Linked DNA regions of Mus musculus: regions 1, 2 and 4 are each linked to region 3. A link is a contact called in public HiChIP or PLAC-seq and promoter capture Hi-C data. All regions are on one chromosome and are shown on one strand. The core of a region is the stretch at or near the end of the contact, and the rest is flanking DNA. Distances in the headings are between cores, read along the strand shown.

Region 1 (2,700 bases), core at 200-2,699, 1.1 Mb before region 3:
CCCCTCCCCCCTCTCCAGTTTCTCTGTGTAGCCCTGGCTGTCCTAGAACTTGCTCTGTAGACCAGGTTGGCCTCAAACTCAGAGAGATCCACCTCCCTCTGCCTCCTCATCCTCTGCTGTGATTATAGGAGTAGACCCCCCCACCCAGCTTCAGTGTGGTTCTCGTATTTCTTCTTGCAAGGCTGTTTTACTTTTTCATAATATGTGGACACCTGGAATTCCTATTTACGTGGTGGCCATCTCTTACCATCACCTCTGAAGCATCTGCATGGGCGTCTCCAGAGCTGAACCCTCTGAAAACTTTCAGACAGGTGTGAAGCTGAAAGGACTTGGGGGCTGTGCTTGTGAGAATGGACTCTACCTAGCAATTAAAAAAAAATCTATCTATCTATCTATCTATCTATCTATCTATCTATCTATCTATCATCTATCCATCTATCGTGTGTGTATGTGTGTGTGTAAGGAGAGGTCCCAGCTTCTCAGAGTTCTAATTTTAGAAACAACCAGATTGCATTGAATATTTATATCCACAACGATAACTAGTGGGCTGGAGAGAGCCCGATATCTCTCTGCCTTTGCTAAAGAGCAAGACAGATTGAGAAGAACCCAGCGTGTGGGTGGGCAAAAGAAGTTTCTTGGCGGACAGTGAAGTGTGTGTATGTGAGTCTTCTCATTTGCCCTCTGGTTTGGGCCCCTCTGGCTCTCGGGTGTGCAGTATCCAGCGCAGTGACTCCTCACTCTTGTTTGTCTGTGCCCATCACCCCTGGGATCAGGGTGAAGTGAGCGTGTGAGGTCAGGAGAACGCTCACTGGAAGGCACCTAGTCCTAGCCTGGTATTCGCTGTGCATCCATCCGATCTCTGACTTGTGGAACCGGCCCCAGCTGACAGCCTGCTCACCTGGGAGAGTCACCTGCTGCCCCTTCCTTTCCGCTTTCAAACCCATGGGAGAGCCCCGAGGGCCTTGCTGCCCTGTTTCTAGGCTCCCTCAGTGAGGCTAATTTTCAGGTGACCGTGTACGTGCTTGGCCCAGGCTCCTGTGCGCCGACACACCGAGAGGGAGCGTGCTGGTGTCAGGGACCGGGCGGGTCCATATCCGGGTGTACCGGGTGGGTAGGACCGTCCCTCCCTCCAGGTCTCGAGGTGGGTTGGGGGTGGGGAGAAGGGCGTGCGGAGATTTCCCCGGTCAGGATCCAAGTGAGGGGGCAACAAAAGGCTAGGGTGAAGGGGGCCGATGTAGGGCGTGCCCACTCTGTCTGCCAGGCCCGCCCCAGGAGCATCCTTAGCCCGGGCTCCGAGCGACTGCAAGGTTCGAGGAGCTGGAGGAGGAGGAGGGACCTGGAGCCCCGAACTTGCCCGAGAAGTGGCTGGAGGGCGGGGCCGGGCCCTGGTCGAGGCGGGAGGAGGGGCGGCCGCAGCTGCAGCTAGCCCGGCTGGCTTCCTTCCCAGCCCTCTTTCCCTCCTCCTCTTCTTCCTCCTGTATGAGTCAGGCATTTCCCGGGGAATCAGAGCAGCCACGCGCGGCCCGGGAGCCCGGAGCTGTAGCGGCAGCGGCGGCGGCGGCGGCGGCGGCGGAGGAGGAGGAGGAGGCGGCGGCGGGGCTGCCACCGCGGCGGCCACCGGCTCCCCGGGCGCGCAGCGATCATGGAGAGGGCGGCCCAGAGCACAGACGGCGGCGGTGGCGGGGGCAGCAATAGCAGCAGCCGGAGCAGCAGCCGCGCCACTTCGGCGGGCTCCTCGCCCTCCTGCTCCCTGGCTGGCCGAGGGGTGGCCAGCCGCTCTGGGGCCGCGGGACTGGGCGGCGGGGGCAGCCGCAGCAGTCCCGGCTCGGTGGCGGCTAGCCCGTCCGGAGGAGGCGGCCGAAGGAGGGAGCCGGCGCTCGAGGGCGTGCTCAGCAAATACACCAACCTCCTCCAGGGCTGGCAAAGCAGGTAAGGAGTCCGCCGCTCGCGCCCCCGCGCGCTCCCCGGGTGTGGAACGTGGCGCCACCCGCGGCTGGGGACTGCCTGGACACCTCGTCCTTCCTGCACCCTGGCGGGCGCCGCAGCAGCGGGAGGGAGGCAGGAACCCTGGTTTTCCTTGGGTGCTGAAAGCTGGCAGAATCTGGAGTGGCGTCGGGTGCGCCCTAGGTAGTTCCGGTGTCCTACCTGCTGAGGGTCTCTCACACCCAAGAAGAAGGGTTGAGAGGGACCCGCAGAGAGGGAATGCTCGGTGCCGGGCGCAGAAAGCATTCGGCACTCGTTGTCCAGCACAGTTCTCCCCACTCCGTAGTTCCTGTTAAAGTACGATGTTTGAAATACAACAAGGAACCTGTCACTTGTCATCTTTGGAGTGTCCCGCTCCCAGGGTGTGCATATCCCTTCCCTAGTGGGTGGCTTAACAGCGCAGTTTGTTATTATTCCCCGTTCAGGTGCATGTGAAGTTTCTTTGCTTCCCTCTCAAAGTTGCCAAGCCTTGAATTGGGCGTGGTGGCAGATGCTTGTAATGCTAGGCACTTAAGAGACATGAGGCCAGTGGACTTGAGTTTGGGGCTAGCCTGGGCTACATAGTGAATTCCAGGCTAGTCGGAGCCACATCGGGAGAACTTGCCCCAAAAAAGAAGTTGGCAAGTCTAGTGATGGACAGACTTCTGGAAGGATCGGGATGTCAGAGAGTGGAGTTCTCAGCATACATGGGGTGATGAGGTGTGGACTTCTGTTGTA
Region 2 (2,700 bases), core at 122-2,621, 1.3 Mb before region 3:
CCTTTTTAGTTCCGTATTAAAACTGCCTGTGTCCCAATCTTGGTCCATTTAGGCACCCTTCTCAGGAGAGGCGGAACGTCTTCCTCCCACCTTTCTACACTCTAGGCATCCAAAATAACGGTTATGGAAGGCACAAAGCTCTGGCCCTGTACCAGCCCCGGGGGGGGGGGGTCGGGGAGGGGGGAGGCTGCTCCAGCTTCGCTGGCAGGTCCCAGCTTCCGGGTCTGTGACCTTGCACTGGGGTCCCTACATCTCTCCGCAGCTTTCTACAAACCACCACTCCCCTCTCCACCCATGATAAGTAGGGAATTCAAACGGCCCAGCCCAGTTTCAAAACACACCACACAAACAGAAAAGGTATTGTAGACGAGACATTTGCACAGAGGTTGAAAAACAAAAACGGGAGGGAAAAAAGAAGGGTGGGTAGAGAGCGAACAGGATCAGGCCTGGTAAACTTCTGGTCGGGCCAGAAGCTTTTGTGCAGCTCTGGTCACAGTAACAGCCGGCTGCTCGCCTTGCCCTGCCTGGCTCCAAGCGAGCACCAGAAGCCCCCTAGCCACAAGCCTGCCTAGTTAACCTAGTTAACTAGTTCTGCCTTCTGAGGCGCCTCGGAAGGCTGACAGGGCGCAGGGGACCTGGCGATGGTCTGAAAGGCGGCGCTTCTCCCGATCCCCAGCAGAGATTCGAAAGTCAAGCCGAGCCCTCTTGTCGCCGAGCTCTACCCTCTCGGGCGGGAGCCCGTGCGCGGCCTGGAGATGGCAGGGGATAGCAGGAGACTCTCCCTCCCCCAGCCCGGGTGCGAGACGTGCGGCCTGGAGAAGAGGAAGGAAGACGAGGAGGAACTCGCACCCCGGGTTTCGGTGGGGAAGTGAGCTGGGCCCGGTAGGGAGGCAGCTGGAGAAGTGAGGGGGCCAGGGATCCTGTCGGCTGTTCCCGGAACTTTCTAGGGGGACACTGGGGCATCAAAGGGGCGCGCGGTGCTCCCAAGGTCCGGGCCAGGTGCAGCCCCGTGTACGGGTCCCCAGGTTCCACTCCACTCTTCTTACCATCTGCGCCACTTTGAACAGGGCGCCGTGGGTGAGCGGGTACACCCGGTCCAGCAGTCCCTCCGAGGGCTGGCCTGGCCCCAGCGCGCCGCCGCTGCTGCACGTGGTCCGGACGAGCCCCGATCCATGAGACATCGCGCGACCCAGCCCGGGCTGGCCGCCTCCGAGGCCCGGGGACCTCTGGCCGGTGAAGCTGGGACGGGACGGGGCGGAGCCTCAGGGGCGGGGCGCACGGCTCCCTCTTCCCAGCTGCGGCCGGACCCGGAGAGGACTCGGGAGCAGATGCCCCGCAAGCCCCTGCCCTCTAGACACGCGGAAGTTGGACTGGCGTGGGCAGGAAACCGGACGCCTGGGGCCCTGGCCTCTCCCAGGAGCGCACCGCCCAGGTCACAGCTGGTGATGAGCCTCCAGGGATTTTTTGTGTGGGTGCGGCTGCTACTAGGTACTGACACGAGTAGGGGGAAATGCCCTGAGCATACCGTGCTGCGCTGTTCATTTCTGCTTCTGTGTGTGTGCACGGGGCACGCACCTGTGCCACCATCACCTACAGCAATAAAAACAGGTCCATCGCCTCAGGACCTTCCTCCCCCACCCTCCCACCATTCTGCTTTCTTTCTTATTATTTTTTTTTGTTGTTGTTATTTTTGCCTTTTTTTCTTTCTTTCTAAAAACATACTCTCTCTTGCCAGAGTTGGGTAGCACTTATTTTTAATTCCAGCACTAGGAAGGCAGAGGCAGGAGGATCTCTGTGAGTTCGAGGTCAACCTAGTCTACATAGTGAGCCCCAGGACAGCCAGGACTACACAGAGAGATCCTGCCTCAAAAACAAACAAAACAAACAAACAAGCCAGGCTCTCAGTGTGTACCACTGGCTAACCTGGAACTCCTGTATAAACCCAGCTAGCCTCAAACTCGCAGGTATTCTCCTTGCCTCTGCTTCCCGGGTGCTGGAATGATACCATACCCAACCGAGGTGACTCTAGGCACTGTCAAAGTCGACAGTTAAAGCTAATCAGGACACCACTCTCAGCATCGCAGTACATCTTTTTAAGTATGTATGTGTGTGTGTGTGTGTGTGTGTGTGTGTGTGTGTGTATACAGAGGCCAGTGGAGGATGTCTAGTGTCCTGCTCTGTCACTCTGTCTACCTTACTCTTCGGTGAAGAGAGATTCGTCTATCTCAGGACATAGAAAATGTCTGATAAAAGCAGCCTAAGAAAAGAGGAGAGATTCTTTTGTCTCATGATGGAATGTTTACTTTTCTTTTCCTGGTCTGTTATTGGACCTGGGGTGAATAGAAGTTTGTTTGTCTCAGTGTTAGAAGTCAAACAACACCAGGTTAGTCCTAATTTATGCTCCCTGCCCACACGCAGGGTTTCTCTGTATATTACTGGCTGTCCTGGAACTCACTCTGGAATCCAGGCTGGCCTCAAACTCAGAGATCTGTCTGCCTCTGCCTCCCCAGTACTGGGGTTAAAAGCGTGTGCCACTACTGCCTAAGACTTTTTTTTTTAAATAGATTCTTTGATTTTTTTTTTAACTTAGTGAATTTATTTTATGTGTATGGGTGTTCTGCCCACATCTAGCTCTGTGCGCCATGTGTGTGCCGGGTGCCTGCAGAAGCCAGAAGAAATTACAAAGCTGGAGTTACAGTT
Region 3 (2,700 bases), core at 176-2,675:
GCCTGGGGAACCCAGTAGATTCTGTGTTCTGGATTCTAAAAACATTTTTAATCAATGCTTATGATATTTGTGGTATATTCATAGGATCAGGGGATCCTTTGGTCCTCAGTGGTGGTTTGAATGAAAGTAGTTCCCATACGTTCATAAGGAATGTCATTGTTAGAAGATGTGGAAGTGTGTCACTAGGGGTAGACTTTGAGGGTTTCAGAAACTCAAGCCAGGCCCAGTGACTTACTCTCTCTCTCTGCTGCCTGCTGATTGGGATATAGAACTTTCAGCTATGTCTTCAGGACCATGTCTGTCTACAAACCGCCATGCTTCCTGTCATGATGATAATGGACTGAACCTCAGAGCCAGTAAGCCAGGCCCAATTAACTGTTGTCGTTTGTAACAGTTGCTGTAGTTGTGGTGTCTCCACACAGCAACAGGAACCCTAAGATTCTTTAACATTGTGGTGGGCCGGATCGATCTCTCTTGTATAGTATTTCTTCCCATGATCCTCTAGAAAAGCCCACAAAAGCAGGTCATGTCAGAGCCATGTGGCAAGCAATAATGTGTAGGCTATGGAGTGAACAAGCTACCTGAAGTTTCAAGGATTCTTAACCACAAGGGAGCATGCTGACCATCCAGAGACACCACTGCTAATATCCAACTGCCGTATTCCTCAGTGACATCACATCTAACTCCTTGCCTAGCCTGTGCCAATACCCAGTCAGCAACATCCCATTCTCTTTACCAAAACAGCCTGCACCATGCACCCAAGAGTCTTGGAGGAAAAAAAAAAATAGAGGATGCTGAGCCTGGATTTTCAACTGAAAAAAAAAAATGTGCTTGAAAGCATGTTCATAGGGCTTGAGGTCTCTCAATGGTAAAGGACTTGCCTGACATTCCCCTGTGGTTTCAAAGCCCTGAGTCCCAGCCCAGGCAATGTAAACAAACAAAGGTTTCACATGAAGCCATGGAGAGCTGACAGTGCACAAAAGGAGCCCGGCAACCCTCACTTTGTTTTTCCAGACAAAATCCTGCCTCTCCTCCAGCTTTCCAAGGACTGTGCAGCCTCCTTAGTCAACATTCCTTATCCCTTATCCCCACTGCGTATTGAAATTATACTTGGGAATTTCAGCCATGTGATGCACACATTTAGGAATTCGTGTGTTGGTACCTTTACAGCTAGACAACTCCCTCTCTCTGTATCTTTCCTCATGAGGCAAGCAAAGAAGACTCCATCCAAGTTCAAAAAAGCTCTCCCTGGCTTGCAATCCCTTTCCCCCTCTCACTGGAGAAAACACTAATTATTTAAACAGCTTTTGACAGTTGATAGCCCTTCAACTTGCCCTTTGAAGGAAAAGAAAAGGACTTACCAGGCAGGCAGCTGTAAACATTTACTGCGGGCTGGATGGGTTAAGCACTAGAGAGACAAATATCAAAAGAACTTGGTCTACGCCCTTGACAAGTTCATATGCAGGGATAGAGCAGGTTAAAAGGCCACCAGGAGTGAGGAAGATAAGCTCTGCTTGCAGCAAAAGCAGAGAGGGCAGACCTCTGCTTCATCGTGCAACCCTGGCGTGGAGCCTTAAGCAGCAGAGAGATGCCAGGGAGGGAAGAACTAAGAAAGAAATAGATCGCAAGAAAGCTCTGAGTGTGAAGACCATGAGAGTCAAGAGAACGGGCAAGCCCCAGGCTATAAAGGGGCAGTGATGGATGTGAGCATAGCCCACAGAGCTTGGCTTGTTTTTGTTTTTTGTTTTTTTTTCCATAAGCAAATTTAGAGGGAGAAAGCTTTCCATTGCCTGAGAGTTACAGACCAGTGTGGCCGTACCTGATGGTGTGACCTCTCCCTTGGTCATCTCTCTTTATCCATGACACATTTATGCCCCTGTACTGTAACACACTATATATGCCAACATAATGCTATCTCCTGTCAAACCTGAGACCAAGGAGAGTGGTGGGTAACTTTAATTCTAAGTTGATTAGATTAAAGAACACCTAAGGCATTGGTGGAATATATCTTTGGGTGTGTCTGTGAGGGTATTTCCAGAAAGTTCTACCCGCAGATGGAAGATCTGCCCTAAATATGAACAGCACCACTCTCTGGATAAGGGGTCCACACTGAATGCAAAGGGAAAAGTGGGCAGAGCCCTAGCTTCTGTATCTCTATCTTCTGAGTGTGGGTGCCATGTGAGAAGCCTGCTGCTGCGACCTCTGGTGAGCCAAAGAGTCCCTCCCTCTCTCAAATCATCGCCTGTCCCCAATTTGGACAGAAAGAGGGTGATTTTTGGGAGTCACGTGGCACCAGTGTCCTGGCTTTGCCATACAGTCACTTTCACTGCAACAAAGTCGTCAGGCCTTGAGATCTGGCTGGTGTTATGTCTCAGGATGTAAGTAGGTAAGAACTGTGAGGCTACCCAGCAGATGGTACCTGAGCTGCGAGGGAAAAAGGAACAATGTTTTGTGAGTCTGAGTGAGGATTAGAAGAGGATTTTTCACCTTGATTGATGGAGACGGAGGTTGTTGAGCGGAGCCTGAAGAGAAACCACTTCCAAGTTGAGAAAGATGGTCACAGGCCTGAAAAAATCATTTTTTGGTTGTTAAGAGAATTTACATAGAATGTCACATTTGTGTTTCTTTGATTCAGTGCCATGGCGCAGACAGAGATTAAGATAAGTAGACGGCTTCCTGGAATGAGTGAGTGTAGGATTG
Region 4 (2,700 bases), core at 56-2,555, 1.1 Mb before region 3:
AACGCAAGGGTAGAGGCCAGCAATAGGAGGCCGGGGAGAGGCCACCGGTCCAGCCAGCTAAGGTTTCCTCCAAAAGTCCTTTCAGAGCCAAGTTTTCAAAGACCAGTCAGGTGGCTCCGACGACTCCAGAACAGTACCGCTTCTAGCAGCCTGAACTGTGGTGTGCGTCAGACCACAGGAAAACAGAAGGGGACAGAAGCCACGAGAATGGCCTTCAACTGTTCCACCCCTGGGCCGCGGGAAAAGTCTGGAACGCACCATACTCTGCCTCCTTCTCACGGAGACCCCCAACTTCTCCTGCGTTAAGGGCCACCAAGGTATGCAAACTACTGGAGGAGCTTCAAAGCCCTCTAAGCACCAAGCACTTTACAAGTTAAGTCAGAAAATACAGCCCAGTGGTGACGCGAAGCTCTGCAAACACCTTTCCCTGGGACCCTCACGTCCCGGTTGGGGGCTTGTTTTCTCTTCTCGGATACCACGTTAACATGATTGGGAACCACTCGCCAGAGGAAATGAGAACTGTCTCTTGAAGCCAGCACTGTCCCAGGTAGCAAGGACCCTTCTCACGCTCTGTGCCTCCGTTTCCCCAATCCCAAAACTGCAGTAAGGACAACTGAGCCTCTGCAAATTCCTCCACGGGGGTGATCGGCAGGGGAGAATAGAGAACGCCCTTGGGTTGTTTTGCCAAGTACCCGGGCGTGGCGAGCAGGTGGCCCTAACCGCAGGGTTACCAGTGCGCAAACAGGTGCCCGCGGGCGCGGTGCGCGCTACCACCCGGGCCACCTTGGCCCCGCACCTCGCGCTCTGGTTCCTCGGCGTGGCCTCTGTCCGTGCAGTGTCCAACCGGGACAGGCGGTCGCAGGCCCGCCTCTCTGCCTACCCGCGATGCCCTGGTGTCCACGCTGAAGCAGCGGGAGAGCAACCCTGGCCGGCCCGGAACCGGGGCTTCCTGGAGGCGGAGACCGCGCCGCCCACCCGCCTCTGCTCACCAGTTCCCCGAGCCCACGATGCACACTTTCAGAGGCGCCGCTGCCATGGCCAAGCCGGATCGCTGCTGCACAGCCTTCCTCTCAGGGCCAAGCCGGATCGCTGCTGCAAGTCGGATCGCTGCTGCAAGTCGGATCGCTGCAACACACACTGTGCCTCCCAGGCCGGCTGCTCACCTCCACAGGAACGGCCTAGTATAGGCGCTCCGGGCGACCCCGCCCCGCCCTCCTGTCCGCCAATGGCCACCGCCACCCTGCCTAGGCGCCTAGGGCCACAGCTGACAGCCCGGAGGACCCGCCCCACCACTCCCAGGAACCACTGCGCACGCCTGGTCCGGGTGGGTGGCCGGGTCAGCCTCCGGTGTCGCCCCACCCCTGCCCTAGGAATGTTGGGATGTGTAGTCCACCTCCCTGCGGGCTCCCTTTCAGTTCCAGGCGGGCCACGTGCAGGCCAATGTTATTGCGCAGACTGGAGCTCTGAGCTCCTGCTGCTGAGTGTCACTATCCTGGACAGAGCAAGCCCGACCCAACTTATACAAGTGTCACCTAATCGCAATTTGCGCAGGGACAACTATCACTTAAGGGTGGAGCCTAGACAGCCTAAGTAGTTGACTATGAATTCACCCAGATTTGGAGCCTGCGCCTGCTTTAACAACGGCTGTCAAATTCGTATAAACGGGACAAGTCCAGGCACCCCTGAATTTCCTAGCGAGCCTGGAGCTTTAAGTCTTCTGCCATTGATCTGGGAGTATCTACTCTACAAGGGTGGCGTCGTAGTTCAGTTGGTAGAGAACTAGATTGAACACAGGAAGTTCAAACACTAGCGCCTGGTGGCTCTGGCCTGTAATCACAGCACGTGGGAGACGGAGGGAGAATCTGGAGTCCCAGGTTATCCTTGGCCAAATAAAAATGGGAGGCCACCTTGTCGCAAACAAGTACCCTTGCATTTCAGGATGGAAAACTTGTCTACACAGGATCAAAGCAGAAACTTGAACTGTCCCCCTCATACGGTTACCCAAAGGGCATGCCCCTTTTCTCTCCCTGCCAGAGCTTCACAAAAAAGCCATCCAAACTGCTGTACTGCAATTGGGCACGCCGCGGCCGCGAAAAACAGAGATGGTGGAATGTGTTGTAATCTCAGCTTCAGGGAGGTAGAGACAGGACGATCGGCAGTTCAATGTCATCCTTAACTAGACAGTGAGTTTGAGGCTAACCTGGGTCACGTGAGCCCCTATCACAAAGCAAAAGCAAGAATGGAGAGTGCTAGCTCACTTAGCAAGGAAAGGTGTAACCCTAATGGAAGTCAGATCTCCAGGGCCCACGGAGGAAGGAGAGAATCGCACAGCCTCACAATAGTAAACAAACTTATTTTAATTAATTCATTTGTTGAGACAGAGTCTCACAGTGTAGCCCTGGATGGTCTAAAACATGCTAAAGACCAGGGTGGCCTCAAACTCACAAGAGGTCTGTCTGCCTCTCCCTCCCAAATGCTGGGATTAAAGGCAACTATCTGGATTAAATTAAATTCATTAAATTAATGTCTGGTTTAAAATAAATTTAATTTAAAAATAGAATAGGTTTATTTCTTGCACTCTAGAGGCAGAGGCAAATTAGTCTCTTTGAGTCAAGGCCAGCCTGGTCTACATAGCAAGTTCCAGGTCAGCCAAGGCCAAACAGTGGGATCATTTTAAAACACCAAGTCAAACTGTGTGTG

What was found. Promoter capture Hi-C pulls out the DNA fragments that hold promoters and counts their contacts. HiChIP or PLAC-seq counts read pairs in DNA pulled down with a chosen protein or histone mark.
Region 1: an H3K4me3 HiChIP or PLAC-seq map of embryonic forebrain shows a contact between it and region 3, with 10 times the contacts expected there. The contact joins the promoter of Osbpl10 here to the enhancer-like site in region 3. A contact is called at or near these places in 5 of 39 promoter capture datasets (the C10 cell line, cranial neural crest, hippocampal neurons and 1 more), 1 of 115 datasets of contacts at active chromatin or transcription factors (embryonic forebrain) and 2 of 9 other capture datasets (adipose tissue and embryonic stem cells).
Region 2: a contact with region 3 is called in a promoter capture Hi-C map of second pharyngeal arch cranial neural crest, with 5 times the contacts expected there. The contact joins the promoter of Cmtm7 here to the enhancer-like site in region 3. A contact is called at or near these places in 5 of 39 promoter capture datasets (the 3T3-L1 cell line, cranial neural crest, hippocampal neurons and 1 more), 1 of 15 datasets of contacts at CTCF or cohesin (pro-B cells), 13 of 484 Hi-C or Micro-C datasets (cerebellar granule neurons, cerebellum, cerebral cortex and 5 more) and 3 of 115 datasets of contacts at active chromatin or transcription factors (astrocytes, embryonic forebrain and embryonic limb bud).
Region 4: a contact with region 3 is called in a promoter capture Hi-C map of cranial neural crest. The contact joins the promoter of Gpd1l here to the enhancer-like site in region 3. A contact is called at or near these places in 3 of 39 promoter capture datasets (cranial neural crest, hippocampal neurons and pre-B cells), 4 of 115 datasets of contacts at active chromatin or transcription factors (astrocytes, embryonic forebrain, embryonic hindbrain and 1 more) and 1 of 9 other capture datasets (liver).

Annotation. Positions count from the first base shown.
Region 1 is chr9:114,977,036-114,979,735 of GRCm38.p6, forward strand. It overlaps Osbpl10 (oxysterol binding protein-like 10), which reads left to right and starts at 1,450. Exons shown (of 12, transcript NM_148958.3): 1 at 1,450-1,929. The coding sequence starts at 1,643.
Region 2 is chr9:114,780,622-114,783,321 of GRCm38.p6, forward strand. Cmtm7 (CKLF-like MARVEL transmembrane domain containing 7) reads right to left here and starts at 1,372. Exons shown (of 5, transcript NM_133978.2): 1 at 1,047-1,372. The coding sequence starts at 1,181. It overlaps Gm9888 (a long non-coding RNA gene), which reads left to right. Exons shown (of 3, transcript XR_003948087.1): 3 at 677-1,051.
Region 3 is chr9:116,031,471-116,034,170 of GRCm38.p6, forward strand. The region is part of intron 14 of Gadl1 (glutamate decarboxylase-like 1); the gene reads left to right. Among named protein-coding and RNA genes, the nearest start is that of Gm31014, 22 kb to the right of the region's middle. Within about 2 kb of position 1,426, at least 12 of the 459 cell types and tissues checked have an H3K27ac peak or open chromatin away from gene starts, as enhancers often do. A contact at or near this core is called in second pharyngeal arch cranial neural crest, where this site is marked.
Region 4 is chr9:114,932,682-114,935,381 of GRCm38.p6, forward strand. Gpd1l (glycerol-3-phosphate dehydrogenase 1-like) reads right to left here and starts at 1,306. Exons shown (of 8, transcript NM_175380.5): 1 at 990-1,306. The coding sequence starts at 1,036.